2 separate regions of the Muntiacus reevesi genome follow, and region 1 is linked to region 2. A link is a contact called in public Hi-C data. All regions are on one chromosome and are shown on one strand. Each heading gives the region's core, a stretch centred on a gene start, on an enhancer-like site or on the middle of the called end of the contact. The rest is flanking DNA. Distances are from core to core; before and after follow the strand shown.

The links. Hi-C and Micro-C count contacts between places; a contact is called where the count stands out from the background.
Region 1: a contact with region 2 is called in a Hi-C map of muscle, with 7 times the contacts expected there. The contact joins the promoter of CIMIP2B here to the promoter of LOC136148357 in region 2. A contact is called at or near these places in 2 of 3 Hi-C or Micro-C datasets (blood and muscle).

Annotation. Positions count from the first base shown.
Region 1 is chr17:55,749,006-55,751,772 of mMunRee1.1, forward strand. It overlaps CIMIP2B (ciliary microtubule inner protein 2B), which reads right to left and starts at 1,426. Exons shown (of 6, transcript XM_065907670.1): 1 at 1,307-1,426; 2 at 694-917; 3 at 402-607; 4 at 163-214; 5 at 1-85. The coding sequence starts at 1,368.
Region 2 is chr17:55,571,758-55,574,457 of mMunRee1.1, forward strand. LOC136148357 (phospholipid-transporting ATPase FetA-like) reads left to right here and starts at 1,265. Exons shown (of 33, transcript XM_065907865.1): 1 at 1,265-1,304. The coding sequence starts at 1,265. It overlaps UNC13B (unc-13 homolog B), which reads left to right. Exons shown (of 39, transcript XM_065907910.1): 39 at 1-1,033.

The sequences.
Region 1 (2,767 bases), core at 176-2,675, 180 kb after region 2:
CCAAACTCCTGCAGCGCCTGGTTGCTGAGCACAGGAAAGCTGGAGCCGAAGAGGAAGCGAGCACGGGGCACATAACCAGTGAAGCCTGGGGGGGCGGGAACACGCAGTCGGTACCTTCCGGGCGCATCCCCAGGCCTTTGGTCATTACCCACATCCTCTCACCTGACATGAAGAACTTGCGAGGGTCACTATCATCCATGGAATAAGGGGACGCCTTGTGAGGAGAAATGAGAGAGGAGAAACAGGAAACAGATTCAGCCCCTGGTTTATAACACAAGCTCGCAGGGCAGTGGGGCTGGTGGTCTGGCTCTGTGCCCGCAGCCAGCCTACGCATGGCCACACAACAGGCAGGGGCTCCCCGCTCCCACCGCTGGACTCTGCCTCAGCCTTCTCCATCTCACTTGTTCCACCTCCTGCCCCAGCTCCGGCTCCTTTTCTGCCTCCGGCTTTGGCTCGTGGTCTGCCTCCACATCTTTTTCCCCCTTGGCCTCTTCGGGCAGCTCCTGACTCCCCCGTCCTCTGCTGCACTGAGTAAAGCCATTGAGAGCCTCAGCCCAGACCTGGCTGCAGTTCTTGGCAAAGATGAACTGTGCCTGTGGCACAAAACCTAGGTGGGCAGGGGGCAAGGAAGATGCATCAGCGCGCGGGGCCCACGTCCTGGGATGGGGCCCCTGTTCATACCTGCGTCCGAACCTGTGTACCCAGGGACCATGCTGGAGCTGAGCCTTTCGTGTCCGCGCCTGACAGGCAGGCTCCTCCTGCGAGGCTCGGGGGATCTTGGAGGCCGAATGGGAGGCAGAAGTGTGCGGTGGGCGGGGGGCCAGGCTAGGCCAGGAGAGCCGCGAAGTAGCTGCCCAGTCACCTGTCCATAGGTCTGGCCCATGCTGAACCGAAGTAGCGGGCAGTGTCCGGTGTACCTGTAGCAGGGGTTTCACCTGCTCACCTCCAGAAAGCCCTGCCTCACCAGCCCCAGACAGAGACGCAGAGACCGCTGAGGCCCCGAGCATTCTGGACTCCGCTGTGTGCGTATTTGGAGCAGGCACTTCTTAGTTCTCTGTCTGGGTTTTCAACCTTCCCCTCGCTGTTACCCAGTTGCCATGGAGAGCACAACGCAAGGCTTCACAGCAGGCCCGGTTCCGACCATTCCTTTGCTTTCCCGTTTCCATCCGACACCATAGATAACCCACCCATAAGCCGCCCATTCCACGATGTCCGCTTGGCCCCCAAGGCCGAGGTGGCACACCTCAATACCCTTATTACCCCTACTCCCAGAAGCAAACGGGTATGCTCTGGGTGGAAGTCTTACCCCGGGATATAATGAGGGTTCTGGGGGTTCAGCCCTGGTACGAAGGTGCGGGCCACAGCCATGGGGACCCAGGCAGCTCCTTTTGTCTCTCTGAGCTCAGCCTCTGGGCTGTGTGTACTGACCGTGTCCAGGGCCGGGAGGCCGAGCCAGCGGCGGGAGGCGGGGCTCGGAGGAGAGGGAGGGGCGGGGGCCCCGTTGTGCTGCCGGCCAGGGCCGAGGCCAGCAGGCCGGGAGAGCACAGCCTCCTGAACAAACGCAGGCCTGCAACCTGGGGGCGGGGAGAAGGCTGAGCACAGACGGCCTCCCCGCTGCGGGCCCGAAGGAAGCCCTCGTGTGGGAGGCAGGGGAGCAGAGCCTGACAGATCCGCTGAGCCATTCCTAAGCCCCTCTAAGCTTCTGTCTGAGGAGATGTGGGTTCTACTCTCTCTGCGTATTGGTTGAAGGTGATTTCCTAGGAAAGCCCAGAGGGGAGGTGATGGGGGAAAAGGAACCAAGAGACCTCTAAGCAGTGACATTGTTTATTTTAATAATAGAACTTGACAAGAATTACTACTATAATCCACATCATCATCCACTCAGTAAATATGCCCTGCTCTGCCAGGCACACACCACAACTGCAGAGAGCGCAGAGGAGCAGGAGTCAGGACGGCTAAGCCCTGTGAGACTGTGGGCACGTCATGCAGTATCTCTGAAGCCTCCTATCCGCATTTATAAAATGCAGGTCCTACTGCTCACCCTGCCACTGTTGCGAGCCTCAGACTAATGTATACAGATACGCTTTGTAGCAACAAAAGCCATGAAGCCAGAGTGGGGGGTAGGGGAAAGGGCATGGGTGTGAGGTCAGGCAGCCACGAGCAGCTAGTAGTCAGCGGCCTTGAGCTGTAAGCAGGTGGCTCCCTCTGAACCTAAAATCCCTAAACTCTTAACATGAAAGTTAAAATAGCCTAGCCTACCAAGATGCTGTTAAGAATACAGTCAGTCACTGCAGCACTGCTGACAATAGCCAGGACATGGAAGCAACCTAGATGCCCATCAGCAGACGAATGGATAAGGAAGCTGTGGTACATATACACCATGGAATATTACTCAGCCATTAAAAAGAATTCATTTGAATCAGTTCTAATGAGGTGGATGAAACTGGAGCCCATTATACAGAGTGAAATCAGTCAGAAAGAAAAACACCAATGCAGTATACTAACGCATATATGTGGAATTTAGAAAGATGGTAATGATGACCCTATATTCGAGACAGCAAAAGAGACCCAAATATAAAGAACAGTCTTTTGGACTCTATCAGAGAAGGTGAGGGTGGGATGCTTTGAGAGAATAGCATTGAAACATGTATGTTATTGTATGTAAAACCGATCACCAGTCCAGGTTCGATGCATGAGGCAGGGTGCTCAGGGCTGGTGCCCTTGGGATGACCCTGAGGGATGGGGTGGGGAGGGAGGTGGGAGGGGG
Region 2 (2,700 bases), core at 15-2,514:
CGGAGGGGCAGACATTTCTGAGTGTCAGCCCTTCTTGGTAGAGATCCTGACTCCCACGCCCTTTTCTCCCCCTCTCCATACCGCACCTAATCCAGGTAGATCCATACGTACCAATCATTAGAGGAACACGTTTAGGGGGCCTGGAGCTTGTGCCTAATTAGGTAAGTAATCCATTGAGTCTACAGGTATTGCTGAGCCCTGTAGTCTGAACTGGAGTGTGGCCAGGGCAGGAACACACAGAAGTGAATGCAGACCATCCCTTGAGCAGAACCCAGCAGTGTAGAGTGGCTCAAGTGAGTACAGGGCATTGAGACTGAACAAGATACCTTTCAGCAATGAGCTATGCTCATCCCTTCCCCCAGATTAGCTGTCATGAGTAGAACCAGGTTCACATGGTGCTTCAGAGGCATGCACAGAATTTCTTTGGAACCCAAGCACCAGGGGCCACCTGCCCAGGAGTCTCCCTACCTCACTCCTTTAGGAAGGGGAGTGATGCTTCAGGACATGAGAAGCTCTTAAGTATACATATCTGAGAGCTAGTGGAAGAATCCAGGAGAGAGGGCTTCTTCATAGATAAACCCTGAACAAAGCCAAAAATTGTGGAAATCAGTCTAGAAGGAGTCCTGTTCACCTATGGCCACTGCCTTCTGGTGGTTCTTCCCCTTGCAGACAGAATCTAGCCTTTGTCCTCACTCCCTTTCATCTAGGTCAGCTGCTGTCACCCTCATAAACCGTTAAGCTCTACAGAAGGAACTTAGACTAGGATCCCTTGGTACAGGCTGGATTGGGGGGACGGGGAGCAGCAGGGGAGAGGGGCTCAACACTCCCAGGGAGTCATGCGGACTTCCCAGGCCCTTGATCAGAGATGTGACATGATCCTTCAATATCCTCATAGCAGCCTCTTGGACTTCTTGAGGACTCTGCATTAGCCATTACATGAAACAAGAAACGAAGCATCTTTGCTGTTTTAAATTGTATGTGCCATTGTTACAAGAAATTATTGACTAGTCTGTAATAAATTATCTTGTAGCAGCCTTTGGGATCTGGTGATTCCGGTAAAGCTGTAGAAATGACTTTCTAATATAATGATAGATTTAGGCCAGCGGCTCCTTCCTCCTCTCCGCAGTCCCAAGCGGAGGAGCCTTTCCTAGGGGAAAGGGGGCGTGGCTGGCGGCGGGCTTGGGGCGGAGCGGCGTGGCGGGAGGCGGGGTCTCTGGGCTGGGTCGTGGGGCCCCCGGGCACCTGCGCAGAAAGGTGCGTTAAGATGGCGGTCGTTCCCTGGAGTCGACGGCTGCGGAGCGATGGTGAGAAAGAGGCGCCCGAAGGGGGCGCCCGAGGAGAGGTTATCACCTTCTCCCTCCCAAGACTGAAGAGATTGTACCCGTCATATCGCACTCTGTATATTTCCCAGGAGCTGTCTGTCTTTATACTTCTTGTAAACTGTTCTCCCAATCCTCCCCATCCCCATACTGGAGTATATGGGTTTCCTGGATGCTTCAGAGACCCATCTGCCCAGATACCTAGCAGAGGGGATCTTCCCCCGCAGATTCCTTCCAGAGGGTATCTGTTTGTCTAGTTAATAAAGCAGATATCCCCCAGACCCCCAGTCAAGGTACATTCCTACTAACTCGAGGAGTTTTCTGTCCACTTTTCCAGCATTTTCCAGAGAGTCTCTGAGAAGGAAGCCGTGAATCCTGTGCCATATTTGACTTGAAAGTGGCACGTTTGCTATCATTCCTCTCTCATATGGAGCTGGAAACCTACCCCATAAGGAAAAGTCAAACTCTGGCTGATAGCCTACAAAAGACTTGCATTTTTGAATTAGTAACTAACTTTAAAAAAAAAATTAACATTTAAAAAATGCATATTTCCTGCGGCGGGTGGGGGGGGGGGCGGGGATTGGAAAAGCTGTTAACTCATGTACCCAGAAAATGACAGGTGGTTGGAGCTCAGAAGCAACTAGCAAATTAGTTTTCTACAGTTTATATAGACTCCAAGGACTTCCCTGGTGGTCCAGTGGTTAAGACTTTGATCTCAATGCAGGGGGTTAGAACTAAGATCCTGCATGCCACAAGTAATGGCCCCCAAAAAAGCACTGAGTAGACTCCATTATTCCTTATTTTGTCATACTGGATTTTACTTTGTATACCTGGTGCCTGGGAGACATTTGAGTTTGTAATCCCTTATGTAAGACTTTGGGTAATTTTCTGTACCAATACTCTGAGCTCTTAATGGAAACTAAAATCCAAAGAGGCTGGATATATGTTTAAGTTATCTTTGGTTTCTGTGATACCCTGATTAGGATCAGAGATCATACTAGTAGTTAAAACCCAGGGTGAAATCTGTTTTAAAGTGTTCTTTATAAGAGAATTCGATCAGAAAAACTGCAGATGGCTTCTTGATCAAGATGCATTTGATCTTGAAGAAATCATGTGACAGCTCCTCTCTGGTGGGGTCAGGCTGAGAAACAAGATGCTGTTTCTCTGAACACCTGGTTTTAAAAGGGCCTGACTTTGGTCTGTACTGAAAGTGATGTCTCAAAAGTGCTGTCTTCTTCACTCCAGACCACATAGATGGTAACTGTCCTCTCGGTGGGAAATAACAAGCCTTGTAGTATCGAGTTGGAGGTATTCTGCGGACTGTATCTAATCAAAAGTGGAATAGAAGAAGTACCTTTAAGTGGATTTTTTAAAAAGCAAA